Regions from separate parts of the Mus musculus genome. Here region 1 is linked to region 2. Evidence: chromatin contacts called from public ChIA-PET data. All regions are on one chromosome and are shown on one strand. Each heading gives the region's core, a stretch centred on a gene start, on an enhancer-like site or on the middle of the called end of the contact. The rest is flanking DNA. Distances are from core to core; before and after follow the strand shown.

The links. ChIA-PET counts read pairs in DNA pulled down with a chosen protein or histone mark.
Region 1: an RNA polymerase II ChIA-PET map of memory CD8 T cells shows a contact between it and region 2, with 5 read pairs. The contact joins two enhancer-like sites. A contact is called at or near these places in 1 of 39 promoter capture datasets (liver), 7 of 484 Hi-C or Micro-C datasets (the THB-7 cell line, centroblasts, embryonic stem cells and 3 more), 2 of 115 datasets of contacts at active chromatin or transcription factors (memory CD8 T cells and pancreatic cancer cells) and 3 of 9 other capture datasets (embryonic stem cells, liver and pancreatic islet).

The regions. Positions count from the first base shown.
Region 1 is chr11:116,000,523-116,006,869 of GRCm38.p6, reverse strand. It overlaps Itgb4 (integrin beta 4), which reads right to left. Exons shown (of 40, transcript NM_001005608.2): 30 at 6,190-6,327; 31 at 3,346-3,528; 32 at 3,136-3,267; 33 at 1,103-1,339; 34 at 815-973; 35 at 260-409. Among named protein-coding and RNA genes, the nearest start is that of Galk1, 9.0 kb to the left of the region's middle. Within about 2 kb of position 1,354, at least 186 of the 459 cell types and tissues checked have an H3K27ac peak or open chromatin away from gene starts, as enhancers often do. A contact at or near this core is called in memory CD8 T cells, where this site is marked.
Region 2 is chr11:115,742,208-115,749,112 of GRCm38.p6, reverse strand. No RefSeq gene overlaps it. Among named protein-coding and RNA genes, the nearest start is that of Gm23699, 19 kb to the right of the region's middle. Within about 2 kb of position 1,587, at least 57 of the 459 cell types and tissues checked have an H3K27ac peak or open chromatin away from gene starts, as enhancers often do. A contact at or near this core is called in memory CD8 T cells, where this site is marked.

The DNA.
Region 1 (6,347 bases), core at 105-2,604, 260 kb before region 2:
CTGGTAGAGCCTTTACTTAACATGTAAGAAGTCCCACTGGGGGGTTCCGGGCAAAGCCTGCCCTCTTCTGCCGTTTCCCTGTTCTTACAAGGCTATTCCAGTTAGCAGAGGCCCTAGGTCTACAAAGCCCCATTAAGTAAAACCTCGTTTAAGAAATGGATAGTAAAGGCCCAGGGGAGTGGATGAAGCCGCAACTGATTTGGAGGGGTCCTGGCCCAACTGAGACAAGACATGACAGCCAACAGTCACTATGCCTCACCGCCGTTTAGTAGCTGGTATTCCACACTGTAGCCCAGCAGCATCCGATCACACTGTGGCTCCTGCCAGCTCACCTTCAAAGACGTGGGCCCCAGGGCAGAGAACACCAGCCGAGTGGGTGTGTCAGGCACACCCACAGCCCCACGGGAATCTGGATTATTGAAGGCCACGGTTAGTCCAAGACCGGGTTTGTGGTCTGAGATGAGCTACAGTCTACCCCGTGCTTGCCTCTCCAGTCATATTATGGCTTCACATTAACCTGTCCAGGCTGCTCTACACTTCCCCTTGAGTCTGCTAGTCTCCTCAGTCCATCCCCTCTACAACTGGCCCTGCGCCTTGCCCAGCTCTTTTGCTTTATACCCCAGGAGGGCAGATGTGTTAGGCTTCAGCACTGATGGGGGTGGGCAGGCAGGGCAGTGGTTAGCTCCTGTGGGTGAACTGGAGTTCTGTATGCGATGAAGCAGTGAGGGAGTGCACAGGCACAGGCTGTGATGGTAGCTGGGTGACAAATGGAGCGTGACAGCCATGGATCCATGGTGACCACCCCCTGTACTACCTGTACCCCAGGAGGGTGCTGCTGACTGCCCGGCCAGGATTATAGAGTCTGGTGAACCCCTGGATGCGGGCACACCCTTCATGTGAGCCCGGCTCAAGGACCCAAGAGTCCAGGACAGCGGAAGCCTGCTCCTCCCATCTTCCCAGATAGGAGGGAGGCCTAGGGCAGGACAAGACAAGAATGAGAATGTGTGTGTGTGTGTATGTGAGACAGGTATGGGTAACTGGCTGGTGGCTGTCTAGGGATTAAAGTGTAGGAAGGTCAACGGGCCAGGCAGGGGTCACTCACCTTGGGAGGAAAGGGAAGTGAGGGTGGAGTAGTCCCTGGGAAGTGTGCCTGAGTGGGAGTGCTCTGTGCGTGTCAGAGAGTGGTAGTCCCGGGTAAGGGTGGAGGACGTGCTCAGCACTCGGTGGGACAGGTGTGGGCTCAGATGCGTGCCATAGGCCACATTGGCTGCAGTCATTCTGTGCAGGGAGTTGGCGCTGCCTGGATAGGCAAAGTCCATCCGGCCATTCACCAGGTGCTCTGCGTGGGGAGAGAGGTCATTCAGTGAGGCCCACAGCAGATGACAGGCCACATGGGGCAGGAGGTGGCCCCGGGGTTGCACAGGGCAGCCTTAAACTACCAAGACCCTGGGTTCCCGCAGGCAAACAGGAGACCACACGAATCTTTCAGTTCTGTCTCCTTGCGCCATGCTGTCCTCCACCCGAGCACTTAGCCCAGCTAGGGCTCACTCCCCTGCAGGGACTCTGGCTTCTTGGAAGCTCTGCCCTTATCCTCCGTTGGGGAGAGCCCAAGCGCTTCCCCATGGCGCCCTTGAGTTCCCGGGCTTGTCTGAATGCAGTTATACAGACTCTGGGCGGGCAGGGCACTCTAGTGGGCCGCGTGACCAAAATTGTGAGCCAACTCAATTGAGCCTAGGGCCCCAGAGGCGGGCGCGGCTGGGGAGGCGGTCACCTCCCGGGGGTCGGGGCGTAGCCCCGCGGATCCAGCCGCTGCCCTCCCCTTCCACGCCCCCCGCAACGCTGCCGTCTTCGTCAGAGCGCCCGCTGCTGGCGGACAGGCGCGGGATGAGTTCCGGGGGTAGCCGCCACGTGACGCGCCGCAGGTCCAGCTCCTCCCCGAGCAGAGGCTCGAACTTCCAGCCGCAGCCTTGGGAACAACGAAGGGCCGCGTTGGCACCGCCGGGGAGGGTCAGGAGGAGGAGGTGGCCTGCGGCACTTACGCGGCGTCCAGGGGTATGGGTATCCCTTTAGATGACAAGAAAAACCCTTGGCCTGCTCCAGCCATTCCAGATAAACTGGGTTTGGCCTCTACTGAGACACAAAGGCCGGTCTGCTGCGGGAGTCATGGGAAAGCCTTACGTTGCCTCCCAGCGTGAAGTTTCCTTGGTTATTTATCAGCTCTGAGCCTGTTTCCTTTCTGTACAAAGGAAAGTAATCTCACCCCTGTCTGTTTTCCTGGAATAGCCGTAGAAGCCCTAGGGTGCTAGTAGTATCTTAGCAGAGGTTCCTGGTTCTTAAAACTGTAGTTTAGATACTAGCTGTAGATTTGTGGGCAGTCTGGTTTACAGGTAAGAACTTCAAGGTCAGCCAGGGTTTTAATCTAGCAAGACCCTGCCTCAAACCCTTCCCAACACCAGAAAAAGAAAAAAAGAAGAAGAAGAAGAAGAAAAAAAAAGCAACTTAGCATGCCAAGCTCTGCTCACGACTGACTGTGCCCACCCCGGCCTTAGACTCAGAAAGGGACTTCTTTCTTCCCGATGGCATTGTGTGGTTTGTATCTCATTTCACAGAATTGAAGGCCAGTTAGTTCTGAGATGGATGAGAGACTCAGAGTCATCTAACAGCACAGCCAGCTCAAACCCTGGAGTAGGAGGAGTCCCAGCTAAGGGCTCTTTTTGTACCACATTGTGTGAGAAATCAAGGGAAAATGAAGAGAGCGGGGTTGGGGGGGGGTGTCTACCTTATTGGCTCCCCCTCCTTTCTCTATCAAGGCTAAAGTCACCTCTGGGAGGTGGCCTGAGTGTCCTTCCTGACCTAGCACAGCAGGTGAACCTTCAGGAGGTTGTAAAGCTGTCCTGTGTGTACATGCTCCAGCCCGGGAATGTCAGAGTCCCGAAGTGGACGTCCATACGCTCACATACACAGGCACACACATATTGACATGTAGCCTTCAGCAGTTTTGTCCCTTCAGAACCATGAGAAGGCACTTTTGTTCTTAGTCTCCATGCCAGCAGTCGCTGGCTTGTTTGATCTCTCTGGGTACCAGGGACAGCCCCGCCAGGGACCCCCACCTTTCTCTGGTGGGTTCTCACTCACCAGTGTCATCAGAAACGCTGGGCCTCTGGCTGCTGGCTGGGGACCGCAGGACGTCATCACTGTACATAAGGAAGTTTTCGTAGTCTTCTCCACCCTGGGCGTCCACTATGGGGATGTCTGGGATGATAGGGACTGCAGGGCAGAAAGAAGTAAGCCAGGACCCTAGCCATGGCCTCTTGTCCCCAAACTCCACCCTTGCCTGTCACTCACTGGACATGGGCCGCTTGGGCTGTGTAGCCAGGTTGATGATAGCCTCTCTCTCGGGTCCCCATCCTGCCCCATTGCGCGCCTTAACCGTGTATCGGTATGGCTGGGATTCTCGCAGATTCTCAATGAGCAGCATCCGGTTCTTGGGGTTGTCCACGAGCACCTTCTTCATAGGTCCAATGGGTCCTGGAGGCAGGGACAGTACTTAAGGGGGACCACCAGTGTTCAGCCTGGCCCCAGATCCATCACTGGCTCCTGGAGATGCTAGGGAGCATGCAGCTGCTGAACTCTTTCCTCCTGGTGAGTGCATAAAACTGTGTGTGCAGGGGGTTAGAGAGATGGCTCAGAGGTTAAGAGCACTCGCTGCTCTTCCAGAGGACTTGAGTTCAATTCTCAGCACCAACACGGTGGCTCACAACCATGTGTAATGAGATCTGGTGCCCCCTTCTGGCCTTCAGGTATGCATGCATAATAAATCAATCAATCTAAAACAAAAACCCATGTGTAAGAGGTGTAAGAAAATAGCATTGTCAGCTTTCTCAGAAGGACTCCTTGTTGAGTGGCAGAGCCATGTTTAGATGCAAGGTAAACACGCCACAGCCTCTACTGATTGGCTAATGCATGTGCACACAAGGCACGCCCATCAAGGCTGGGTGGCAGGCAAGGAAGACCATGCCTTCCACCCTGTGCTCAAGGCTGACGAGCCAGCTCCAGAGAGAAAGCATTCCAAAAGCCAGAGAAGCACAAAAAGAAGCTAATGCCCCGATTTCCTAAGGTGTTTTGGAAAGGGACAATCTCACAGTCTCATGTGCACCCTCACAGCACACAACTGGTCAAGAGGTAGCGGGCGCAGGAACTGGTAACGCAGTGCCGTGGATTATGCGCTCACAGCACAAGCCTGATCTCTGGACTCCACATGGTAGAAGGAGAGAACTGACTCCTGAAAGTTGTCCTCTGACCCAAACACACATACACACACACACACACACACACACACACACACACACACACATACACACACACACACACACACACACACACATACACACACACACACACTGGTTTTTCGAGACAGGGTTTCTCTGTGTAGCCCTGGCTGTCCTGGAACTCACTCCGTAGACCAGGCTGGCCTTGAACTCAGAGATCCTCCAGCCTCTGCCTCCCAAGTGCTAGGATTAAAGGTGTGTACCACCACCAGCAATAATACATTATTTTAAAGCAAGCAGGGCTCGGGAATGCACTAGGGTTGCAGAGACAAGAGAACTTCTCTGAGCTGAGAGGTCAACTCAGTCTACTGATCAAGTTCCACATCAGCCAGGCCTATCTGGTGCGATTATAGTTTGTTGTTGTTTTTAAAGTCATCAAGTAGTACCTCAGAGGTAAACCTGTAATTAAAGCATCCAGGAAGCTAAAGCCGAGAGGAGAGAGAGGTTGCCTTGAGTTTGAGGCCATCGGGGGTTAAAGAAGACAGACAACCCACACCCACATGCAGAGCAGTGGCGGGCAAAGGGCCATCAGCCTGAAAGGAAGGTGTCTAGCCACCATGGTAGAGCATCTGTCACATCTGTGGGAGCTCATAAGTGGAGGGAGAGGGTACATTCCAAAGCACGGACACCCTGGGGTTGGGAGGAGGTGGCCCAGCACATTTGTAATGTAGCTGGGGCCTCAACAGGCTGGAGCCACGAGGAAACCACCAGAGATGAGTTGTCACTGGGCTGTAGGCTGGGTTCCTGGCTAGTCTGGTTGGTAAGAAGTGCCAAGGCAGCGCACACTTCCCCCAGAAGACACCTGCTGACAGAGACCCACGGCGTCTCTTGGCAGTATGGAGCCGACCTCCCTCCCTGGGACCAGCCAGCTGAAGTGAGCACTTTTGAGTCTCTTCCCTAGAGGAGAGGTGGGGTACTCTCACGGTTCCCTATCGATGGCAGGGACTGCTGTGCAGCCACTGTTTCCCTTCCAGGAATGGTTGCCGGATAATATATTAGACTGAATGAAATCTGGGATGGTGGCGAGGGGGAAATGCTGGGGTTTGAACCCAGGCCCTTGCTCATGTGAGGCAAGCATTCTGCCACTGAGTTATACTCCTGGTCCTTGAACGAACGAGCTAGTCTAAAAACAGAAATGTATTTGAAATTCAAGACTTTCTGCGTTTTTTTCTGTTGCTTTGTTTCTCTTTGTGTGTGTGTGTGTGTGTGTGTGTGTGTGTGTGCATGCGTGCGCACCGTTCAGTTTCTGAGACAGGGTCTCTTGTATGCCAGGCTGGCCTCGAACTTGCTATGTAGCCAGTGATGGCTTTGAATGGACCTCTCTGCCTCCCACCTCCTGCATGCTGGGTGTGCACTACCACAGCCAATGTATGTTGCATGGGCAGTTGAAGCCAGCGCCTTTTCTGTGCCAGGCAAGCAAAGCACTCTACCAATTGAGCTACGTTCTCAGACCTGACCTGTTTTTGTTTGTTTGTTTGTTTGTTTTTCTGAGAAGGGTTCTTATTACTTTACTGAGACTGCCCTCAAACTCTTGGGCCCAAGTGGCCATCCTGCCTCACATCCCGCTAAATCTGGCCGCTCTTCTGGCCCTAAGAGAGATGTGTAACAATGTAACCGTGGCTCCCTGTACAGAAAGGTAATCCCCACCCCAGGCCAGTGACCCTAGGGAATACACAGAATCTCAGTTCCCTTGGAATGCAAACCAGCACAAAGCGGACCAAAATGAAAAGAATGAATGTGCAGTGCCTCAGGCTTGACTGGGACAAAGGGGCCCACACGGCAGAAATGACACAGTACCCCACCCCTCCCTCCGCCTCCATGTCCCTCCTTCTCCAGGAAGCCGGGAAAATCTGGTCCTTACGGTTGTCCTCATTGACCAGTCCATAGCAGACCTCGTAGGCTGTGATCTCGCCATTGGTCTCAGCTGGCTCTGCCCAGCTCAGCTGCGTCACCGTAGAAGAGACTACATTGAAAGCCAGCCTCCCTGGCTCGCTGGGTACTGGAAGGGAGCAGAAAGGG
Region 2 (6,905 bases), core at 338-2,837:
AGATGGCTCAGCAGGTAAGAGCACCCGACTGCTCTTCCAAAGGTCCAGAGTTCAAATCACAGCAACCACATGGTGGCTCACAACCATCCGTAACGAGATCTGACTCCCTCTTCTGGAATGTCAGAAGACAGCTACAGTGTACTTACATATAATAAATAATAAATAAATCTTTTAAAAAAAAAAAAGAAAAAAAAAAAGAAGTGACAGCAAGCCGGGCGTGGTGGCGCACGCCTTTAATCCCAGCACTCGGGAGGCAGAGGCAGGCGGATTTTTGAGTTCGAGGCCAGCCTAGTCTATAGAGTGAGCTCCAGGACAGCCAGGGCTTCACAGAGAAACCCTGTCTCAAAAAACCAAAAAAAGAAAAAAAGAAAAAGAAAGAAAGAAAGAAAGAAAGAAAGAAAGAAAGAAAGAAAGAAAGAAAGAAAGAAAGAAAATGGGTTACAAAGAAGTAAGAGCAACATTGGGAAGAAGAGTGCTGAGCGGTAGGACGAGTGGACCCCATGCTAAGGTGGCAGCCACTCGGGTGCTAGGATATAGGTGCATTCAAAAAAACTACTGGGTGAAACCTACTGGCTGATTTGAAATAAGTCTTAGATAGGAAAATAGTGGAATAGCTCTCTTAAGCTCTAGACCTCAGACAGGCAGTGGTGCACACCCTTAATCCCAACACTTGGGAGGCAGAAACAAGCAGATCACCGTTAGAGGCCTGCCTGGTCAACATAGTGAGTTCCAGGCCAGCCAGGGCTATGTGGTGAGACCCTGTCTCTAAAAAAGGACAGGTTGGAGAGATGGCACCCAGTGTGAATCTCTGGGCTGAGATGTGCTAACCACACAAGCATGTTGACCCAGGTTCAAATCTCAGAACCCAGGGAAAAAACTGCATGCTGTGGTACACAAGCTTAGCCCCCTACAGAGATAGGAGATGAAGGCAGGAAAACTGCCCAGAGGCTGTGAACCAGCTGTCCCGGAATTCACAGCGCAACAGAAACAAGAGAAATCTAACCTCTACAAGATGGAGAAGAAACCGATCTCCCTCGCCCCCATTTTTGTGCCATGGAACCTGTGAAAGAAAGGAGAAGAAGAGAGGGAAGAGGGAGAGAAGGCAGGAGGGAGAGAAAAAGGGAAGGGAAGGGGAGGGGGAAAGTGGAAGGAGAAGAAAAGAAAGAAAAGAAAAGCAGGAATGAACAGGGCACCTCAGGGGTGGGACACACACCTGTGATCTATCTACACACTGGGAAGGCTGAGGCAGGAGGATTTTAAGTTTGAGAGTTTGAGGCCAGCTTGGGCTAAATGGTAAGAGCCTGTCTCAGAAAACGGGGAGCAGTGCATCTGGTGGAGAATACCCTTGTTCTTAAAGACCTCACCACATGGAGGTAAGAAGTGAGTCAGAAAACACGAGTGATTCAGGCCTGATTCAGGGACTCTAACAAGGATCTACACGCTGAGCCACCTGCAAGCTGAAACAAGCCCCTCCCCCCGCCCCCGCCCGCACCCCCCGCACCCCCCCCCCCCCCGGAGGAGCATCCTTCGTCACTGCGCCATCTTTTCCACCTAGTCATTTGCTTAAACGTGACAGGCAGAAGGGGGTTGGTTTAAGATCTTTGTGCTGAGAGACCGCGGGAATGGCTCCTTGTTTGCAATTTCAGGGGTCCTGAACGGGGCTTCTGGCATCCACATCCGGTGGCTCCCAACCACCTATAACTTCAACCCCCGGGGACCCAACACCCTCTTCAAGGGCACTGGGACACACACAGACACACAATCATAAATAAAAACAAATCTTCGTTTATGTTAAAGATCCTCATGCTGAAATGCTTTGAATTCAGCTGAGTTAAAACAACGAGATCCCTGGCCAGAAACAGCAGGGTGAGGATCCAAGCGCCCCAGTGGCTGATACCTGTTGTCACAGTCAAAGTTTCAGACACTTTCTGGCTCTTTAAAAAGATGACTGGAGTGGTCAAAGGACAAGCTGGGAGAAGAAAGCAAATGTAAGGAGCTGCTTTGGAGGAGGAAAAGGTTTTATTTTCCTAACAAACAAAAAACATTGAACTGGAAAGAACGCAGAGTCCATTTCCCATCTCTTCAGATACAGGAAAGAATAAAACAGAACAATGCCGAGGCCAGGGTGAAAACGGGTGACTCAGCAAGGGCAGTGTGCAGGGTGAGAATCTCTGTGCTGCACAAGCCCACATCAGATAACAAAACGCACGCGGTGATCAAGTCTTTGTTATGACTATCATTCCTTACGGTATACAACTCAGGAAAGAATTTCAAAGCTCTGTGTGAACATGTGGGTGCCGGGTGTATTTGATCAGCACAGTGAGTAAGTAGATAAAATCCCAAGGGGCTGATGAGATGGCTCAGTGGGTTAAAGTGCTTGCCACCAAGTCAGGGAGTTTGAGTCCCTGGACCACACGGTAGGAGAGAGCCAACATTTACAACTTGTCTTCCACATGTGCATTGTGGCATATACAAAAGTGTGCTCAACCATACACATAATAAAAAGTGAGGAAACCAGGCAGGTGGCGCACGCCTTTAGTCCCAGCACTTGGGAGGCAGAGGCAGGTGGATTTCTGAGTTCGAGGCCAGCCTGATCTGCAGAGTGAGTTCCAGGACAGCCAGGGCTACACAGAGAAACCCTGTCTCGAAAAACAAACAAACAAACAAAAAAGAAAGAGTGGGTCCTCTAAAACAGAGTTGGTCCTCTAACTTGGTGGATGTGTTCATTGGAAGAGGTAGCCAGCTTCCTCCCAGTTCAGTGCAACACTGAGTCATCTATAAAGGGAGACATGCTAGTCACAACAGGATGGAGGACATCAAAGGAACAATGAAACATCCTGCCACAGTGTGCTCCTTGTCAGTGAAATATCTGGTCCATGCAGGGTGACAGCTATAGTTTCTGCCACTAAAACCATTATCTGGGGACAGAGGTAGATGGCAAGACAGGGACTCATGAGAGGAGGGAGCCTCAATTGAGAAAATGCCTCCATTAGACTGGGCTGTGTGGGTAGGCCTTGTAGGACATTTGCTTAATTAGCCATTGATGGAGGAGGGCCCAGACCATGATGGGTGGAGCCATCCTTGGGCTGGTGGTCCTGGGTTGTATAAGAAAGCAGGCTGAGCAAGCCATGGGGAGCAAGCCTGGAAGCAGCATCCCTCCACTGCTTCTGCATCAGCTCCTACCTCTAGGTTTCTGCCCTGTGTGAGTCCTGGCCTGACTTCCTTCAGAGATGAACAGTGATGTGGAAGCACAAGTTAAACAAACTCTTTTCTCCCCAAGTTGCTTTTGGTCATGGTGTTTCATTAAAGCTGTCACCTCTCTTATTGAATAAATCTACTCTCGTGGGCATTTATAAGTGTTTATTTTGAAGACAGGGTCTTACTCTATAGCCTAGGCTAGCCTAGAATGCGCTATATAGCTGTCTTTGTTAGGGTTTTACTGCTGTGAGCAGACACTATGACCAAGGCAAGTCTTTTTTTTTTCCATTTTTTATTAGGTATTTAGCTCATTTACATTTCCAATGCTATATCAAAAGTCCCCCCTACCCACCCACACCCACTCCCCTACCCACCCACTCCCCCTTTTTGGCCCTGGCGTTCCCCTGTACTGGGGCATATAAAGTTCGCAAGTCCAATGGGCCTCTCTTTGCAGTGATGGCCGACTAGGCCATCTTTTGATACATATGCAGCTAGAGACAAGAGCTCCGGGGTACTGCTTAGTTCATATTGTTGTTCCACCTATAAGGTTGCAGTTAAGGCAAGTCTTATAAAGGACAACATTTAATTGGGGCTGGCTTACAGGTTCAGAGGTTCAGTCCATTATTATGAAGGCGGGGGAGCATGGCAGCATCCAGGCAGGCACGGTGCAGGAAGAGCTGAGAGTTCTACATCTTCATCTGAAGGCTGTTAGTAGAAGACTGACTTCCAGTCAGCTAGGGTGATGGTCTTAAGCCCACACCCACAGTGACACACCCACTCCAACAAGGCCACACCTCCTAATAATGCCACTCCTTGGGCCAAGTATATACAAACCATCGCAATAGCCCAAACTTGTTTCAAAAATCATGGCAATCCTCCTGCCTCAGCTTTCCCAGTGCTAGGATTACAGGTGTGAGCTACCTCACCTTGCTTCTAGTCCCTTGCTCTTTAGATGATGAGCCACGTATTTGTGGGTCTCGTGTTCTCTCCTACAGCCCAGATTTTCACTTCTCCAGCCGCTTCTTTGGCATTCCCACTTGCTGTCTCTACTAGGCAGCTCAAACTCATGCATGCAGTCCACGCTCACAGCCTCTTTCCTGGAAGAGCTGCTTCTGGTCCTCCCCTTTGCACAAATGGCACTGCAAACACCCAGCCCTGGAGCTGAAATGTGACATCTTGGGCTCCTTCCCTTCAGTCATTTAAGAGAAAAAAAAAAAGTGAAGACAGTAGACAAAAACCCAGGTGTCGTGGTGTGTTTATAATCCCTGTACTGAGCAGTCAGAGACAGCTGGATCCCTGGGACTCTTGGCTAACCAGTCAGTCTGGCCTGTTAGGTTGAGTTCCAGGATGTTGAGAAACCTTGTCTTAAAAAAAAAAAAAAAAAAAAGAGGCAGATGGTACCAGAGGAACAAATGACACCAGAGGTTGTCCTCTGACTTTCACGTGCACACACACACACACTGACATGAACACACTCAAAAGATCGAGGCATAGTGGCACACGCCTATAAGCCCAGCAACGTAGAGATGGAAACAAGAAGCTCAGAAACTCAAAGCCAGACTCAGTCATCAGGGGAGTTTGTTTGTGACCAGCCTGGGCTACATGAGACCCCGTCTCAGAACAAAAGCCAAATAATAAGATGCTAGCAGGACCATAGTTATCTAAAAGCTGCTCCTGATAAACAAAAAAGAAGAAGATGTATTTCATGTGTCTGTGTGCCACGTGCATGCATGCAAGAACCTGGAGCAGTAGGGACAGGGCATCAGATCCCTTGGAACTGGAGTTCCAGGCAGTTGTGAGCCACCCAGGATGGGTGTTAGGAATAAACCCTGGGCGTTCTGTAAGGAGCAGTAAGCACTGTTAGCCACTGAGCTGCGTCTCAGCCCCTGTCGGGAAGTTCGTGGAGGCTGGGAAAGCCAGGTAAAATGAAAATTGAATGTAGTTGGATGACAGAAAGCTTCGGTTACCATTCATGGCTCCTCTGTAGAGCTGTTTGACCCCAGGACAGAGCTGCAGGCTTCCTTGGGAATCCATAGAGTAAGGGAGAGCAAAGCAGGAGCGTCAGGGTACACTCTGTCGCTGGATGCAGAACAATCCTACAGGTGCAGTAGACGACCACTCAGGGAGTCGGTACCCCAGGCACTCATCTTGGAGGATTCTCCAGGCTCAAGCTTTGTTTCCACACTTCCTGCCCATCCTCCCATAGCTCATCCTTCCATACATGAGGCCTCCCCTGAGCTCCTGCCTCACATAACACCAGTCACCCCAGTCTCCCTAAAGTTTTTCTTTTTCAGGATACTGATCTCCGCTTGCCATACGTTTTTTTGTGTATTCATGGGATGCCGGTCTCCCTCCACTGGGATCCGAGCTTCGCAGGAACAGGAAATTACGAGCATTTTAGTGATTGCTGTTTCCCAGAATTCAGAGCAGTGCCCGGCACACAGTCATATAACTTTGGCAAGCGCATCAGTAACGGGCTTTCTAAGGTTGGATGCAAATGAAATCTACGTGGTGGCTAATTCCTACAAACTAACACTTGGGAGACTAAGGCAGGAGGATTACTGTGAGTTCCAGGACAGCCTGGATCATATGGTGACTTCCAGACCAGTGTGGGCTACAGAGTAAGACCTTGCCTCAAAAATACATAATAAACACACCCCCAAACTACGCCACCTGCTAACAACCAAGTGTTGAAACAAGTGGGCGGACACTCTACATCCAATCCATAATGTCACCAACGTCCTGAGTTCTCTTCCCCTTTGCTCCCTGAAATTATCACTCTTCCCCATTCAGATCAACGTGGCCTTAATTTCCGCATGCAGCGTTTGTCTCTCGGTAATCAGCTTGTTTCAGTTCCCTTACTGTCCTCCACCTCAACTCGGAGGCAAATGACAGGATTTTATTCTTCTTTCCAGTTAAAGAAGAACCCACTGGTGTAACTAGATCACATTTTCTTTATCTGTCAGCTCAGCGGGCATGAGGCTGACTCTGTGTCTCGACCCTGTGTAGGTAACCCTTATTCTGAGTTTTACCATGTACTTACGCCATTTCCAAGTGTCTGCGGAACAACTGTCACCCTTATTTCAGAGATGAGGGATAGACACTCCGTAAGAGTGCGTGTAGAAGCACACTCCGTATATCGTGTGACAGGATTCCAAGCGGTCAGTGTGATAGGAGAGGCCAGGGCTATTCATGTGGACAGTGTGGCTGTGTGTGTGGCTGTAAAATACCTTTATTGAGGGGCTGGAGAGGTGGCTCAGCGGTTAAGAGCACTGGCTGCTCTTCCAGAGGTTCTGAGTTCAATTCCTAGCAACCACATGGCAGCTCACAACTGTCTATAACTCTAATGCCAGGGCATCTGACTCCCTCACACAGACATACATGCAGGCAAACCACCAATGCATACGAAATAAAAATAAATACATCATTAAAAAAAACACCTTGGGGGCTGGTGAGATGGCTCAGTGGGTTAGAGCACCCGACTGCTCTTCCGAAGGTCCAGAGTTCAAATCCCAGCAACCACATGGTGGCTCACAACCATCCGTAACGAGATCTGACTCCCTCTTCTGGAGTGTTTGAAGACAGCTACAATGTACTTACATAAAATAAATAAATAAATCTTTAAAAAAAAAAAAAAAAACACCTTTAGCCGGGCGTGGTGGCACACGCCTTTAATCCCAGCACTTGGGAGGCAGAGGCAGGCAGAT